2 separate regions of the Mus musculus genome follow, and region 1 is linked to region 2. A link is a contact called in public HiChIP or PLAC-seq data. All regions are on one chromosome and are shown on one strand. Each heading gives the region's core, a stretch centred on a gene start, on an enhancer-like site or on the middle of the called end of the contact. The rest is flanking DNA. Distances are from core to core; before and after follow the strand shown. Region 1 holds the start of Armc8 (armadillo repeat containing 8). Region 2 overlaps Armc8 (armadillo repeat containing 8).

What was found. HiChIP or PLAC-seq counts read pairs in DNA pulled down with a chosen protein or histone mark.
Region 1: an H3K27ac HiChIP or PLAC-seq map of the HPC-7 cell line shows a contact between it and region 2, with 5 times the contacts expected there. The contact joins the promoter of Armc8 here to the enhancer-like site in region 2. A contact is called at or near these places in 5 of 39 promoter capture datasets (the C10 cell line, the HPC-7 cell line, HPC-7-derived erythroid cells and 2 more), 4 of 484 Hi-C or Micro-C datasets (liver, macrophages, nephron progenitors and 1 more), 6 of 115 datasets of contacts at active chromatin or transcription factors (the HPC-7 cell line, the SCID.adh cell line, bone marrow-derived macrophages and 2 more) and 4 of 9 other capture datasets (adipose tissue, embryonic stem cells, liver and 1 more).

Annotation. Positions count from the first base shown.
Region 1 is chr9:99,566,667-99,570,296 of GRCm38.p6, forward strand. It overlaps Armc8 (armadillo repeat containing 8), which reads right to left and starts at 2,233. Exons shown (of 22, transcript NM_028768.3): 1 at 1,936-2,233. The coding sequence starts at 1,980.
Region 2 is chr9:99,495,710-99,499,043 of GRCm38.p6, forward strand. Armc8 (armadillo repeat containing 8) reads right to left here. Exons shown (of 22, transcript NM_028768.3): 17 at 1,534-1,683; 18 at 442-537. Among named protein-coding and RNA genes, the nearest start is that of 1600029I14Rik, 27 kb to the left of the region's middle. Within about 2 kb of position 1,887, at least 4 of the 459 cell types and tissues checked have an H3K27ac peak or open chromatin away from gene starts, as enhancers often do. A contact at or near this core is called in the HPC-7 cell line, where this site is marked.

The DNA.
Region 1 (3,630 bases), core at 983-3,482, 71 kb after region 2:
TGATATAAATATATATAAATAAATAAATATAAATATAAATATAAATATATATAAGCTTTGGTTAGCTGGTTGAAAGTTAGAACCTTTCCTTTAAACTGGGAAAATCACCAAGTTCAGACATTTTAAATCATGTGTCTAAAGCTCTGCCTATTCCAAGGCCCTAAGGTGGAAGAATTAGAAAACAAGACTTTAGAGTTAGTTTCTGCTTCCAAATGCTAAAGAAAAGTCTAACTCAAAATGGAAAATATTCTTCAACAAGTTTTCGAGTGAAATAAACAGAACATAATCATTTATTGGGAGTGTGAGACAAATGAAGTTTTCAACTATATCCACTATACAAGCTGACAATATACAAAAGGCAAAGAAACCACACGTGAGGCCAGAGCAATATTTTGGAACAGCATTTTTCAAGCGTGCTCAAAGGTCTGGGATTGATCACCTATGTGTGTGTATGTGCACTCGCACACGTCTTTTCAGGTGAACTATAGGATAAGTGCAACCTAAATGGCACAATCAGAAAGAAACTGAGCAGTTACGATACATTCTTTTCTCCTTTTAATGCAAAGAGAGAAGTCATCGGTTTATTCTCCCACTAAACATTCATGGACAATATAAAGTGAAATAATGAGCTAATGTGATCAGTAATTGGACAGAAAGTACTTCTCCAGTTGCAGTTTAAGTAAACAGTTTAGTAAGACGGATCTGGGGCTAGATTTGTTGACCGTCTTCCAAAATTGCATTTTGCACTGTAGAGTGACTTCTGTCTTTTTGGGTAGCCAGCATGGCTCTAACCAGCCCTGACTGGAGTGATGTACCTAGTGCCTTTGAACACAAAAGTGTGTTTGTGTGAGAGTCAGGGAAGAGGAAAGAAACCGGTTGGAGTTGCAAGACTATAGGGAATCTGACAAGCCATCTATAATCCAACTGCCATCTCGGTAAGTCTCCACAGGTCTAAAAGATGATTCTTTGCCCGCCTATTTCTTTACTTCCAACAACAACTGAATCATTGGTAGGCTCTATTTGGAGTCCAACTGCTAAAATCTGTGGTCAAACCTCCCAGAGTTATCTCCCAACAACACTCATTCTTGTTCATTTCATTCCTGGTCCTGTTTTTTGTTTTTGTTTGTTTGTTTAAAGGACATTATAGCGGAAGGCGAAAGTCGCCTTCTTTGCTTTTTGTTGTTTCTTTTTAATTTAAGAAAAAAAAAACCCTGATATTTCTTCTAGGTATATCAATACGTTCCCTTCTTTCAAATACTGGGGGAACCTATTCTTTTTCATTCCGACTTTTTGGTCCCTCCTAAAATGTTTTGCTCTCCCTAAAGAAAAATCAAACACCGGACATTAGAAACATAGTTTCTCTAGTCTCGGAGCCCGGACCTCAACAGCAGAGCACAGCAAAGCGGTTTAAATAACCATACACAATAGCGCGAGTTGCAGCTGATGTGAAAACCTCCATTGCCAAGAAGCAAGCGGTGTTGGCAGGTGCCCTGGTGGTAGGGACTTGACAGAAGACGCACAGCCCTGGTCTGGCAGCTCTGTGCTGTGGCAGCTTAAGAGTTCGCACCTCTTCTAGCCACAGCCCTGGAGAGCGAAGTGGACTCTAGGTTCCAGGCCTGTCCTGAACCCTCGCAGGCAGCGAGCTCCGTCCCGAGAAGCAACAGCGCAGGGAGGAAGACGGGAGAAGGCTCGGCCAAACCCAAGCCGCGCCCATGGGCCGGCTGCCTGGAGCCCGACCTCCCCGCCGGCCGAACGGCCGCCGTCCTGGGAACCCGCACCGGTGGGAGCTCTCGAGTAGGAGACGCCTCCGACTCGGCCCGGGTCGCGTGCATCCCAGCTGAGGCCACCGCAGTGGGTGGTGCTCGGGAGGCTCAGGGCGCCGGGGTAATGCTGTGGGCAGGACCGGGGTTGCCCCGCGCCGGGCGGGTCACTCACCGAGAGGACGCTCATGCGGATTGGGGTCTCCAACAGGCACGCCATCTTGAGCCTTCCCACCCGGCTGCTGCCGGCGCCGGCGCGCGGCCGGCACTTTCGACAGCCACCTATGTGACCTGCAGCCGGAGCCTCTGTAGAAAGCCCAGGCAAGCTGCCCAGAACAGACCGCGCCCCAGGCGTCGCTCGAGCACCGAAGGGGCTGGGCAGAAGGGCGAGGGATTGGGAAACCGCGCCGGACCCCGGCTTACGAATCGTCCTCTCAGAAACAGCAGCTACTCTCGGCTGGGGTCAGAGGTGGGCGCGGGCAGCGGCCTCCGCATGCGCAGAAGCCTGCCTGCCCCACCTTCCGCGGGTGGGGGGCGGAGCCTCACCCTGGCTCGACGAGCTGTCCGCACTCTTAAATTTCAGTTTACAGGTTTTCTTTCCTAACCGCTAGTAGGTGGAGTTACTATCTACGGAGTCTGAAGTTCACTTTCACATTCATTATCTCACTCTACACCATTCCCTAGTTTCAGTATTCTCTCCCTCTTAAAGCTGGAGAAACTGGTCTCAAAACTAGGTCTTCTGCCTGCAATGAAAATCGCCTCACGCTTCAACAGTTAACTATGACCTGCTTTATTTAGCGTTGCGTGCCCGACCCACTTACTCTGGTATATTGGTAAGAACGGGTTCTCCACAGCCAGGACGCCTGGATTTAATCCTAGCTGCTTTTCGTTAGTGCCAATATTTTGGAAAGGTTCTTAGCCTCTTTATATTTATTTCACTTCTCCCGACTGTAAAATAAGGACTAATGAGAATAAATGGCCCAATAAACAACAACAACAACAACAAAAATGCCTGGAATGTGGAAAGCCTTACGTTGTCTGTGTGTTAGAATTATTTCCAGCCTTTAGGTCAAATGGGGGATGGAGAATTAAACTATGTGAATGTTTCCTACTAAAATATTCTGAAAGTAAAGCCATCCCTAATTCAGGTTGTTACCTCAACTCCACTCACCTCCCAGTGCTCTTTAAGTAAAAGCATATCTCTCCCATTGTTTCTCATTTCCTCCTGTACTTTAATGTCTACATTTATTGTATCACTTATCACCCTTGCTTATAAGTCTCTTACAAAGTGTTGCACTTCTGAAAGCCTGGAAGTTTAAGAGAACCCTGGTGCTGTAGCGGTATATCCTAAGCTCTGTAACTACAGTCTTTCCCACTCTTTACACAGGAATTATTACTCATTCAGTAATTTTATTTAAAGCCAGATTGAGCCCATTTAAGATTGTTAGCCTTGTCCTAAATCAAGTCTGTGAAATCAAATGTGTTGTATTCTTTTTTATTCTAGTACATATTACCATTCATAAATACATTTAAATGTTCATCTGTCCACCCATGTAACACCTAAAATCACGTCCTAGTATGCCTGCTACAACCAGGCAAATTGTAATTGTATATAGCACACAAAAGCATTGACAATTGTACAATAGTCTCTATATGTGTGAGCTATACCTCACCCAGAAACTCGGGCAATACATCTTCTAGGAAACCCCTCCCTCGAGGAAGAACTAGGTGACTCTCCCAACTCCATATATTTTCTTTAAAATGATTTTTCATTTATTTATTTATTGTGTGTGTGTGTGTGTGTGTGTGTGTATGTGGATTCACACATGTCCTGGCCAGAGGACAGCTTAGGAAGCAGGTTCTCTCGTTT
Region 2 (3,334 bases), core at 637-3,136:
CTCCCAACTGACTCCCTGCTAACATAGCTGCTGTACTTTCATACTTTCCTTAAATATGTCCTATAGAAAATAAGGGTTTGAAACGGCAACCAAGAATAGAAGATACTGAAGAGTAAAGAAACAAAACTGTCTTCAGGACAGGGAATTATCATTCAGGGAGTAGTGGGTTTGAGCTGAGACCATAGCGACAGAGAAGACGACAGTCAGTGCTGGAGAAAGCATTAAGTCTAGTGTGCTAAAGGAAGCTGCTCCTGCAGAGATGGGTCAGTACATGTGGCATGTGACACAACCAAGAAATCTACAGACTCTGGCCATGTTTTCCTCTATTTCAGGGAAGGAAATCACACAAGAAAGGAGAAACGTTCCTCTTGTTTCCGAGACAAGAAGACTCACAGGATCTACTTTGTACCTAAGAGGCAGAAGGGTCTCCCCCACACGTACCTGCTCTTTGACTTCAATGCTATGCTCCCCTTCCAGTATCAGAGTGACAGCTTGCATAATCTGCTTCCCATGAGTACTCATGATTTTATCTATATGCTGCAAAACAATGGGAAATCCACAATTACCATCTGCGAGACAGAGCAAAAGACCACAGGAGGCCTTTTTTCTTTTGGTTTAGTTTATTGAGAGGGTCTCATGCAGCTGATCAAGATCTTGAATTCTTGCCAGTGTCTTAGCACTGAGATTGAAGGCCGTGTAAACAACGCCTGACTTACACAACATTTGTCAACATTACATGATGCACAACTGCTTCAAGCAGAACAATATAGCATACAAAGCCAGGTTCCAAAGACAAGTGTTTATTGTTATTCTAAAGCTGCCCCCGCTCTATGTGTATGTATGTACATGTGTGTTTATGTGTGCATGTATGTATGTATGTCTTATATATGTGTGTGTGTGTGTGTGTGTGTACTATAAAAGAACTAAAAGCAATGAGAATCAAGAAGCACAAAACGAGGAATAAGAGCAAAAGACATGGAAACTATGCCGTAGGTCACTACTATAGTCTTAGAGTGCAAGTGTGGTCAGAAGGATTGAAAAGACAGAAAGGCAGAGAAGGGGCCTCCTGTTCTCTCTCTACCTGAGTCACTGATGATGACAGCCAGGGACTATCAGAGAATGCCAACAGTGACCCACTAGCCAGGCTCAGCCTCTCATACTCTCTCATGCACCATTTCTCACCACAATGACATCAACATGTAAGCAAGTGATAGATGTGTCTGTGGAATGATATTGAAAGGAATTTTCAAATAAGAAACAGGCCTCAGAGACAATGCTCTGGGCTGAAGAGAAGACGCACTCTGGTCAGCAAACCACACAACAGTAGTGATACGTCAAGACAGGTACACACTGAACATGGAGAGAGGGAGCCCTGACAAGGAGACAGCGATGGTGGGTGGAGGATTATACAGGGTGGTGGTTCCCCGATCACCCACCCATGTGAACTTGCTTCTCTGCAATGGTCAGCATTTTGCGTACACTCACAGATGCCAAGCACTGCATTGAGCTCAGATGGAATCATATGTTACTTACAGGCCGAGTGGAGAGGAGATTTCTAAGAAGCCCCAATGTCTTCATCAGCACATTCATATCAGAATCTGACAATAACCGGAATAACTGTTCAGTACTCAGACTTCGTAAAATATCTGCTTTTATTTTTTGTTCCGCCTGAAATGCCATATTCTGAAATAATTAAAGAAATTACAAGAATCATGTTTATGGTCACTGAATTAAATTTTATTTTAATAAAACTCAAAGCACAGAAGGAAGTTGGATTGGTCACTCAATTTTTCTCGTTCCTTTTCATCATCTATAGAGAGCACTAACAACCATGCTTAGCTATACCATACGAGGAATATAACCACTTCCTGACATGGGCATTTGAACAAACACAAACTCACTTATTACCTCTGAGAACGCCTTGTCACACAGGAAACTCTCAATGGGTTGGAGGTATGCCCTGGCTATTAGCAGCTCAGCCAGCCAGTGGCTACTTTGTTTCTACTTATTTTTTAGTTCATATACTAGACTAGCTCAGTTTACTTCAAGCTCTATGTTGAAAGAAAAAAATAGCAAATGCCAAACAGCACTTCATAAGCAAACATTTGCTAGAAAATTTTCTTATAAGTTGGTGGCTTATATGTTAGCTATTGCCCTCTAGACAGGTATTCATTCTGATTAAGCAACTGAGACCTATCGGAGAACAAGATTATCAATGATACAGGACAATATGACAGTCAAAATAACACTTGCTGGCCATCGGAGACCCAGGCCAAAGGTAACCCTACAGCTTTATGTTTTGTGAACAGAGGTCATAGAGCTGGATATGGAAACTGATTAGAATAAGACAGATTGCAAGATGAGGTGAGTCATTTGGTGTCCAGCAAGTCAGGGAGCCCTCAACTCAAGTCCCACAGACTATTTAAGTGAGAGTTCTGGGGAGCAGAACACGTGTACACACACAGGATTCTGAGTAAGCTCTCCTGTTGAAGGGTAAAGAAACTGACACTGGGAGATCAGTCCTGAAGAGGAGCTAAGGTAAAATTGATGGTGGTAGAAACTTTCAAAAGGCCTGGGGGTGCTTTGAGAAGAGCTACAAGTTGTACTAAGGAGAAATACCACTAAGAAATAATCAGAGATTATTATTTCTGTCCCTCAGTTCATGTCAGTAACTCAGGAGATACAGCATGGACACACATCCCAGGCCCACTTTCCCACCAGTAAGGTAGATACAACTGAATGAACAAGGGACAGCACAGACCAGCAACAGGGCTCAGTTAGGTAAAGACACAGAGCACATGATCTGAGCCGGACTCACCCAACTCTCCCCCAAAGTTGTCCTGTTACCTCTGGCATGTGTGCACACCCCCCAACTAAGTAAATGTAATCAAATACTGATTTTAAAATAGCAGTTACAAATATAAAGTATCTAGATTTGGTCTGATACACAGCAACTAAATTGTAAATAATCTTAGTAGTATGTTTTTGAAAGTCCATGAAGGTTTACTCCTTATAAAAATTCAATGATGTTTACTTTAATAATCTTGAGAAGAATGGTTCTGCCTCCTAACTTAATAAACTATTATTAAGTTTACTAGAAACTGTTCAATTACTATTTGGCAAGGTAACTATTCTACAAAATATGCTAACTACATGGGTGGCACTTACATTAGCTCAATTCAGCTACTTCAGAACAGCTATCTTTTAAACCATGTACACCATAAACATAAAATTTTATGTGTCAGAACAACAATTATTCTATGCTTTGGTTTACTATCTGTTCAGAAAGAAAAGAACATCAATACAAGCAAGCACGAAATATGCAGCTCCCAAT